Regions from separate parts of the Mus musculus genome. Here region 1 is linked to region 2. Evidence: chromatin contacts called from public promoter capture Hi-C data. All regions are on one chromosome and are shown on one strand. Each heading gives the region's core, a stretch centred on a gene start, on an enhancer-like site or on the middle of the called end of the contact. The rest is flanking DNA. Distances are from core to core; before and after follow the strand shown. Region 1 overlaps Dip2b (disco interacting protein 2 homolog B). Region 2 overlaps Slc11a2 (solute carrier family 11 (proton-coupled divalent metal ion transporters), member 2).

Region 1 (4,072 bases), core at 502-3,001, 180 kb before region 2:
TATTTTTCTCTGTGTCTGGGCCCAGAAGGTACCCCTTGGCTTTTCCCGAACAAGAAGGGATCTTTCTAACTATGTTTCTGACACCAATTTCTTGCAGACCAGAGGGATCAATCTTTCTTGCATCCGGACCTGTGTGGTGGTGGCAGAGGAGCGGCCCCGTGTCAGCCTTCAGCAGTCCTTCTCCAAGCTCTTCAAAGACATCGGTCTGTCCCCTCGAGCTGTCAGCACCACTTTTGGATCCAGAGTCAATGTAGCAATATGTTTACAGGTAACACCATGTTGATGTGTGGTATTTAATAATTCTATTAGTTCTTATTATGACCCTACGAGTCCCACAGTAATTGAGTCAGAGTTACATGGATTTATTTAATCAGCATTAGCATATTTACTGGGCGATGTTTTGATTTTGCTGTTTAAAAGATTTATTTATTTAATGTATGTGAGCACACTGTTGCAGACACACCAGAAGAGGGCATCAGATCCCATTACAGATGGATGTGAGCCACCATGTGGTTGCTGGGAATTGAACTCACAGCCTCTGGAAGACCAGCCTGTGCTCTTAACCCCTGAGCCATCTCTCCAGCCCCCTTGGGTGATGTTTTTTACACTAGACTGGCCATTTCCCAACTAGACTCCCCAAGTTATTTACTGTTTGAGTCTCACCTGGGTTATTTCTGCTCCATCTGACTGTCCTCAGGAGGCATTTCTCTTGGCCACATGTCCTAGTCCATCCTGTCTAATGGAGACCTCTGGCTCTCCTGTCTTCTTTCTCCTTCCTCCCTCGTGGTCCCTACCTGTGACCCCTAAGCCTAGGAACCAAGGCCTTGTCTACTCTATTCTCCAAGTAATTGGCTGTCAGCCACTTTTGTTTAATCAGTCAGAGACTAAAAACAAGCAAAGTTTACACATCATTTGGTGTATGGGGGAAAGTGCTGGTTTTGACTGCAACCAGATCCAATGTTTAGCATTTTGAAAACAAGCAGTTCCAGACCAGCTCCAGCACCATGAAGTTCTTGTTGCTGCTGCTGGGTCTTTGAGACAGAGTTGCCTGACCATGAACTCACAGCAGTCTCCCTGCCTCAGTCTTCTGACCCCCTGAGTAGACTGTGAGGCCTTGTAGTGTCTTCAAGGCCATGCTGCTCTGCCTGAGACTGGTTCTGCTGGGTCACTGTGGAGATTTAGGCTTTTTATCTTGCCTGCTGCATCTCCTATGTTCATCTATAAAATGATGCCTTTGTTTGCCCAGGGTTGGCCTACAGGTCAGCGGATTACTAGGGAAGCACTCAGACAAGAGCAAGCCAGTGGCCTCCATGTGATACTCTCTCCTAGTACAGAGTGCTCCAGGAACCTCCCTGAGTCCCTTTTTTTTTTTTAAAGATGTATTTATTTTATGTATATGAGTACACTGTAGCTGTACTGATGGTTTTGAGCCACCATTTGGTTGCTGGGATTTGAACTCAGGACCTTCGGAAGAGCAGTCAGTGCCCTTAACCTCTGAGCCATCTCTCCAGCCCCCTGAGTCCTATTTTAATGTCATTAATTAATTAATATACATCCTTCTTGTCCCCCATATTTTGCCTTCTAAAAATAAAGCTGCATCTTTTGCCATGTTGTTCTGGGTAGATCTAGAACAGTCTGACTTTATGTGCTTGGCAGCTCATGAGGCAAGTGCATGCATGCATAGCCAAGGGGAAGAGAGGGTGACTAAGACTCTGGTCTCCAGTGACCCAGGTCAAGAGGCTTGCAGGAAATGTCATCATACTTCCCTGTAGAGTCCCATCCTGCCCCTTGCTCTCATCAGCCCCTGCTCTGAGCCCTGGGTAGGGAACTACCCAAACCCACTCCCCAGGCTTGGTACTGCTTCATTGCTGCAGAGATAGCCAAGAGGTTGCCAGGCCCAAGGCTCCTCCCCGCTCCCCCTTTTATGGCTCACTTGGTTAAAGAGAAAGTGAGAATGAGCTCTCCGACAGCAGACATTTCCCATTTGTGGAAGAGAGACAGCTCGTTCAGGCTTTAAATAAACAGTGTGCTGGTTTGTTCTTCTTTAGGGAACCTCAGGGCCGGATCCAACAACTGTGTATGTGGATCTGAAGTCGCTGAGACATGACAGGTATGGTGAGCACAGAGCTTGACCTCAACATCAGCACCCCTGTCCTGCTCTTGTTTACATCTTGAGGGGTGATGCAGGAAGGGGAAGGTCTCATGTCTGTCATTAGTAAATAATAGGAATTTTGTTTATGAAAAAAAAGCTTCAGTTCTCACAGTTGCTTCATTGACATTAGCTTTAGGCCTTGGTTGGTTTTTCATCACCCAAGAGGTGGAGTAGGATTTGAAACCCCAGTTTGTTATATAGTCTGAGCTGGCCTAAAACTTACAGCCATCCTCCTGCCTCTGATTCTGCTAGATTATAGGCATGAGGAATCATGCCTGGCTTGCTGTATTGTTCTATAATTAAAATGTAATCTTAGTTTCTAGCTATAAATGTATATACTTTTGTGGGGCTGCGTGTGGGGCGCACGCCTTTAACTGTAGCACTCAAGCAGGCGGATCTCTGAGTTCCAGGATAGCCAGAGCTATACAGGGAGACCCTGTCTCAAAAACAAAAACAAAAACAAAAGAAAACAAACAATAGATAGTGTCTTTGTTCTGCAGTTCAAAAAAATGAGGCAGACGTGAGGCCAGGACAGGGCTTTGACACAACACTTAATCTGAGTCCATAGTTTGTGAAGCCGCTTTTTCTCTCACTGAGATTTTAAGTTTTGTCCCACAGCGTGATGCTGAGATACGGAGCCCTTTGCACATTAGGCTGGTGGCTAGTCCCCAGTGTGCCTAGGCAGAGACCCCAGGCCACACTCGTGCTGGGTGTGTGTGTGTGAGCATGCGTGCATATGTGCGCACCAGAAAACTACCCTAGGTGGTGTTACTTGGTTCCTCAGGGACCATCCACCTTGTTTTCTGGGACAGGGTCAATCTCTGAGACCTGTGGCTTGCCAATTCTGAGAAGATTGCTCTCTGGGCAGCCTCGTAGACTCCCCTGTCTCTGCCTCCCAGCACCGGAGTCATGGACATGAGTCACAGTACTTGGTGTCACGGTTAAGCAGCAGCACTCCACCTGCTGACATATCTGGTGGCCTGACGGCAGGTCTCCTTCCCTGGAGAGGCTCGCCTCTCGACTCCTGGGAACAGGTTGTTACAGTGGGAGCTGCTGTTGAAACCTAGTAAACTGACCCAGAGCATCAAGTGTGTGGAGTGTGAGAAGCCCACTTTGGGAGCAGAGGTGCCAGTTAGACATCCTGAGGAGGTAGCTGCAGTAGTGAACCCCATTTTATAAAGACTAGACATTAACCCCTGTTTCTCTACAGGGTCCGTCTTGTGGAACGGGGTGCCCCCCAGAGCCTCCTGCTTTCTGAATCTGGAAAGGTATTCTATTCTGCTAGCTGCTGGGGAAGGCTGGGATGGAGGAAGAGGGCTGAAGCCTGAGAGAAGAGTCCAGTCAAGCTTAGAGAAAAGCCCATAGGCTTTCCTTAATGGATGGTTTCAGATGCATGAAGACCAGATGTGCACTTATCTCCAGATTGTTTAAATCCCATGGACACGCCATTCTTACTGATAAGCCAGCAAAGTGGCTAGAGGGGCAGCACCTGAGGAAGCCAGCTCTGTCTGTAAACACTGAAAGTCAGGACAGAGAGGAGCTTCGAGAAAGAGAGCTAGAGAGCTAGCAGCTACTCTGAGCATCCCTTCACCCTATCCCCTCCATCCTCACCACCTCCCCCTCTGTCATCCCTCACCCTGAACTGTCCAGACAGAGGACAGAATTGAGAAGATGTGTCAGGGTCCTGCCTAGGAATCCTGAGGCAGAGAAGAAAGAAACCCAAAGGAGACTCTGCCTACTCTCCAGCATATGTCACAACACAGGGGGCTTGTGTGAACTGCGTGTGTGGGCTGTGCCATTCATTGCTCATGTCTGCAGTTGGGAGCACGTGGAAGCAGGAATATCATGTCATGAGGGTAGGCCGAGGCTACCCTTTATTCCCTTCCTCTAGGTTTTAGATACTTAAACCTGGGTAGTAAG
Region 2 (4,089 bases), core at 1,196-3,695:
ACTTCTTTTCTGATAAAGTACCCTGTTCTTGGGTATTTTAAGAAACAGATTAATACTGCTCTATAATGCCACTATATACAGAAGCCCAGACTTGTTACCATATAGTAGAAAATTATGATTGTTACTGGTTCATTGTTTTGGGTATTTTGCGTGCGCTCATGCAAGAAGCTACCAGAGGGCACTGGATTCCCTGGGTCTGGAGTCACTGATGTGAGTTGCCCCGAGGGTGCTGGGAGTGGCCAGTGCTCTTACCCACTGAGTAACCTCTCTAGTCCCTTGTGCCCTAAGACCAAGATCTTGGCATGTGGCCCAAACTGGCCTTGATTTTGAGATCCTCCTGGCTCAGCCTCCAATCGTCTGAATAACAAAGATCGCCATGCCCAAGCTGAATGTTTTGTTAAAGTTATACTTTTAACGACTTGTGCATGTATGTACGGGTGTACAGGAGCCGCAGCATGCGTAGAGATCAGACATTTTGTGAGTTGCTTTTCTCCACCCTGGGGTTCTCTGGGATGGAACTCAGGTCATTAGGCCTGGTGGCAGGTGAATTTAATTACCTCCTGAGCTATCTTGCCAGCACCATTAACATTTTTTGACTTCTTTTTTGCTTTTTTTTTTAATGTGTATGTTCTGTCTGCATGTATGTTTGTGTACCACATGCATGTCTGGTGCCTGAAGAGTTCAGAAGAAGCATCAAATCGCAGGATTTTTAACTGGACACAAAGCCAAGGGTGAGCCTGGTCTTTCTGATCCTCTTAGCTCTCTCTCCAGTGTTGGAACGCTGGCGCGCACCACAGGCCTCATTACCACCACCACCCCCTTTTTTTTCTTCAGTGTTGGGTTGAATCAAGGGTTTCATGAATGCTAGCCAAAGTTCATACTTGTTCTTAATGGCATAAAGCTTAACCAAGGCTCACTCTTTAGACGTCAATCTTTCAATGGATTTGGTATGTATTATACTTTCTGCTGACAAGAAGCTGTGAGGCCTCGGGGAGATGATACCTGTGAATGTGTGGCATCTTATCTCTGTTCCTACCTGCACCCAGAGGAAGCGCAGAGAGGAGCTACAGAAAGCCTTGAGAGTTCTTGACCTCTCTCATCTGCCTCACCTTTGTATGAATCGCAAAACAGGATGCTTCTGTCTTCAGTCTTTCTTCTCCCACATAATCTCCCAGGGAAAGAAGTACTGAGAAACAGAAGTGGAGGGTCGGGTGGGTGTACAAGAAATGGGTTCATCTGGGACTGTGACGGGTCTTCACCAAACCGAAACACAGGGACTTCGGTAACCGAAGCTCAGCCCAGCTGCTGCTGCTTCTGTCTGTTAAGGTCAGAACTGTGACCTAGGCTACAAGGCTGTTCTAAGTCTTCAGTGGCCTTGTGGCCAAGCAGAACTGAGCACACTTTCAACCCCAGCTCTTGGGGGCTAGGCAGGAGGATCTCTAAGTCTGAGGCTAGCCTGGTCTACATAACAAGTTCTAGGTAAGCCCTGGGCTGGAGAGATGGCTCAGCAGTCCAGAGCACCGACTGTTCTTCCAAAGGTCCTGATTCAATTCCCAGCAACCACATTACAACCATCTGTAATGAGAGCTGATGCCCTCTTCTGGCGTGTCTGAATATACTCATATAAATTAAATAAAATCTTTAAAAAATAAAATTAAAAAAAAATTTTTAAAGGCCCCAAGGTGGACGTGAAGAAGCTGTAAAGGGTGAATTTAGCAAATGCCCTCGCAAGCTGGGAGGTGGTGGCTCCCACCCTTAAATCCAGCACTCAAGGCAGAGGCAGGTGGATCTGAGTCTAAGGTTGGTCTGGTCTACAGAGTGAGTTCCAGGACGGCCAGGGCTACACAGAGAAACCCTGTCCTAGAAAACCAAACCAAACAAAACAAAAAGAGTAATGTCTGATCTCTCTGTTTCTACATTTAATGCTGAAAGATGAATGTGACATTTAAAGTCACACATAGCCTATGGGGTTTACAGACTCAGAGCCTAGAGAGCAAAAAAGTAAAGAAGAATATGAAGGCCCTGTGCCCGATAAGCCGTGTGCCCCTGGGGCACACATGGCAATGACAGTGGGCAGCTATGATTCAGTTCTAGCCTGCTGTATTGTCTACTGTACTGCCAGGTAGGAACGCAGGTCAAGTGCTGTAACTGATTAACTGATTCCCTAAGAAGACAGTTAGAGTATGAGTGTGTGCGTTTGTGTGTTCAGGAGTGCCTGTGTGTGTGTGTGTGTGTGTGTGTGTGTGTGGTGGGCAAGCAAAGAGCTCTACAAATGAGTCGCACCCCTAGACAAAAGCTTTTAGCTATTAAGCATGAACTTTATTATAACAAGGATGATTATTTCTGGTTGGGATTAAAGCAAAAACCAAAAAGCTTCACTACCTGCACACGCGCGTTTGGAGTGTCGGTGCTTAAAGTGAAACTGATGGTCTGTGTTCCCATCGAGTGCGAGCCTCAGACCTCTGCTAACACACACCTTAAAATGCTTAAATTCCTCAGGACACTCAGCGGTACACATACGGGCGGCCCTTAGAGACAGGGTGAGGACAGTGTGTGGAGTGTCAGCGCGTAGAGTGGGAAGAAAGGGCAGGTGGACAGACACCAACGGAACAACAGCCACAGACACACTTGATGTAGAGACAAAGGGGGAAAGTTGGTAAAGTACCTGCTGTCCAGGAAGACCTGAGTTTGGGTCCCCAGCACTGTGTAAAATCTGGGCGTAGCAGCTGATCTGGGACCACAGTGTTGGGGCGCGAGGCCAGGAGGATCCTTGAACTTACTGGCTGGCTAGCTCAGTCACACACTGAACTCCATGTTCAGAGAGAGACTGGAGACACCTGATGCCAACCCGTGGCCCCCACAAGCAGAAGCAGGCAGGCACTCGCGCACGCACACACACACACACACACACACACACACACACACACACACACACACACACTGTGGTAGAGACTGGAGACACCTGATGCCAACCCGTGGCCCCCACAAGCAGAAGCAGGCAGGCACGCGCGCGCGCACACACACACACACACACACACACACACACACTGTGGTAAAGCAGCGCTTCAAGAGTTATTTTGGGGAAGTTCATCGTCAGAAAGGTCCCTTTCTCATTTGTTACCCAAATAGAACAAAGACCTAACTCACCTGAAAGGCATTTGTAAAAATCTATCAAGTTTTATAACCTTAAAATCTTACCCAAACTGGCACGTTTGGGTTCACATAAATACATATCGATACACTTTAAACCCCAGAAGTGCAGACACAAGCCTGAGGGACTGCACAGCTGCCACAGGCCCACTGCCTCCGAAGGGTCTCTGACCCATACGCAACTGTCAGCTTTTACCCTGAGTCCGTGAGGAGAACTTCTCCTTTGTTCAAAAACCTTTGAACAAGCTCACCTCCGAACTAAGGGATTTGCTAACAGGCACTTGGCCCGAAAGGGCTTAGAGAAAGTGTTCTTAAGGTCTCCTGGGCTGTTAGTCATCTGGACACCACTGAGTCAGCATCCACGGTGTTCAGAAGATAGAGTTCAGGCTGAGCGGTCAGTCCCAGGCGGTACTGAGGGAGGACAAAAGCACAGGGAGACAGTTAGTGTCACTAGCAAGGAATTACACTGTGGACGTACACATTATTTTGGCCTCTTTGCTCAGTACAATTGAATTTTATTTCAGAATAGAAAATGGTGTTATGTGAGGTTCTTATTTAAGATCATGGACACTTTTTAGATTTTTATTTTAGGTACATCAGTGTATGTAGTGTGCACACGTCTGCTGCCCACAGGGGTCAGAGGGAGGCACTGGATCCCCTGGGATTGGACCTAGAGAGGGCGTGTGGAGGTCAGCCACACAGCAGCCAAGCAACCCTGAGGTAGAGAGAGCACTCTAGAGAAAGGCTGCAGCCTGGAGTGCCAGAGAAAGCGTGCTTAGAACACAGGCAGGGGGTGAAAACCTTCAGTGTGTGTGCTTCGTGGCTGCCTGAGATGGAGCTGAGTTAAGGATGATGCTAAATGCATTCTGACTGTCTCATGACGAGAGTGAAGCTAGGTTGGGACTTTAGGATAGATAATATGACCACAGTGTACTGGAA

The links. Capture Hi-C pulls out chosen DNA fragments and counts their contacts.
Region 1: a contact with region 2 is called in a promoter capture Hi-C map of liver. The contact joins two enhancer-like sites. A contact is called at or near these places in 1 of 15 datasets of contacts at CTCF or cohesin (the NIH/3T3 cell line), 7 of 484 Hi-C or Micro-C datasets (the HPC-7 cell line, embryonic fibroblasts, embryonic stem cells and 1 more), 1 of 115 datasets of contacts at active chromatin or transcription factors (large pre-B cells) and 4 of 9 other capture datasets (adipose tissue, embryonic stem cells, liver and 1 more).

The regions. Positions count from the first base shown.
Region 1 is chr15:100,203,035-100,207,106 of GRCm38.p6, forward strand. Dip2b (disco interacting protein 2 homolog B) reads left to right here. Exons shown (of 38, transcript NM_001159361.2): 32 at 98-268; 33 at 2,049-2,110; 34 at 3,363-3,420. Among named protein-coding and RNA genes, the nearest start is that of Atf1, 23 kb to the right of the region's middle. Within about 2 kb of position 1,752, at least 88 of the 459 cell types and tissues checked have an H3K27ac peak or open chromatin away from gene starts, as enhancers often do. A contact at or near this core is called in liver and pancreatic islet, where this site is marked.
Region 2 is chr15:100,385,601-100,389,689 of GRCm38.p6, forward strand. Slc11a2 (solute carrier family 11 (proton-coupled divalent metal ion transporters), member 2) reads right to left here. Exons shown (of 17, transcript NM_008732.2): 17 at 2,298-3,561. The coding sequence ends at 3,484. Among named protein-coding and RNA genes, the nearest start is that of Higd1c, 23 kb to the left of the region's middle. Within about 2 kb of position 2,446, at least 38 of the 459 cell types and tissues checked have an H3K27ac peak or open chromatin away from gene starts, as enhancers often do. A contact at or near this core is called in liver and pancreatic islet, where this site is marked.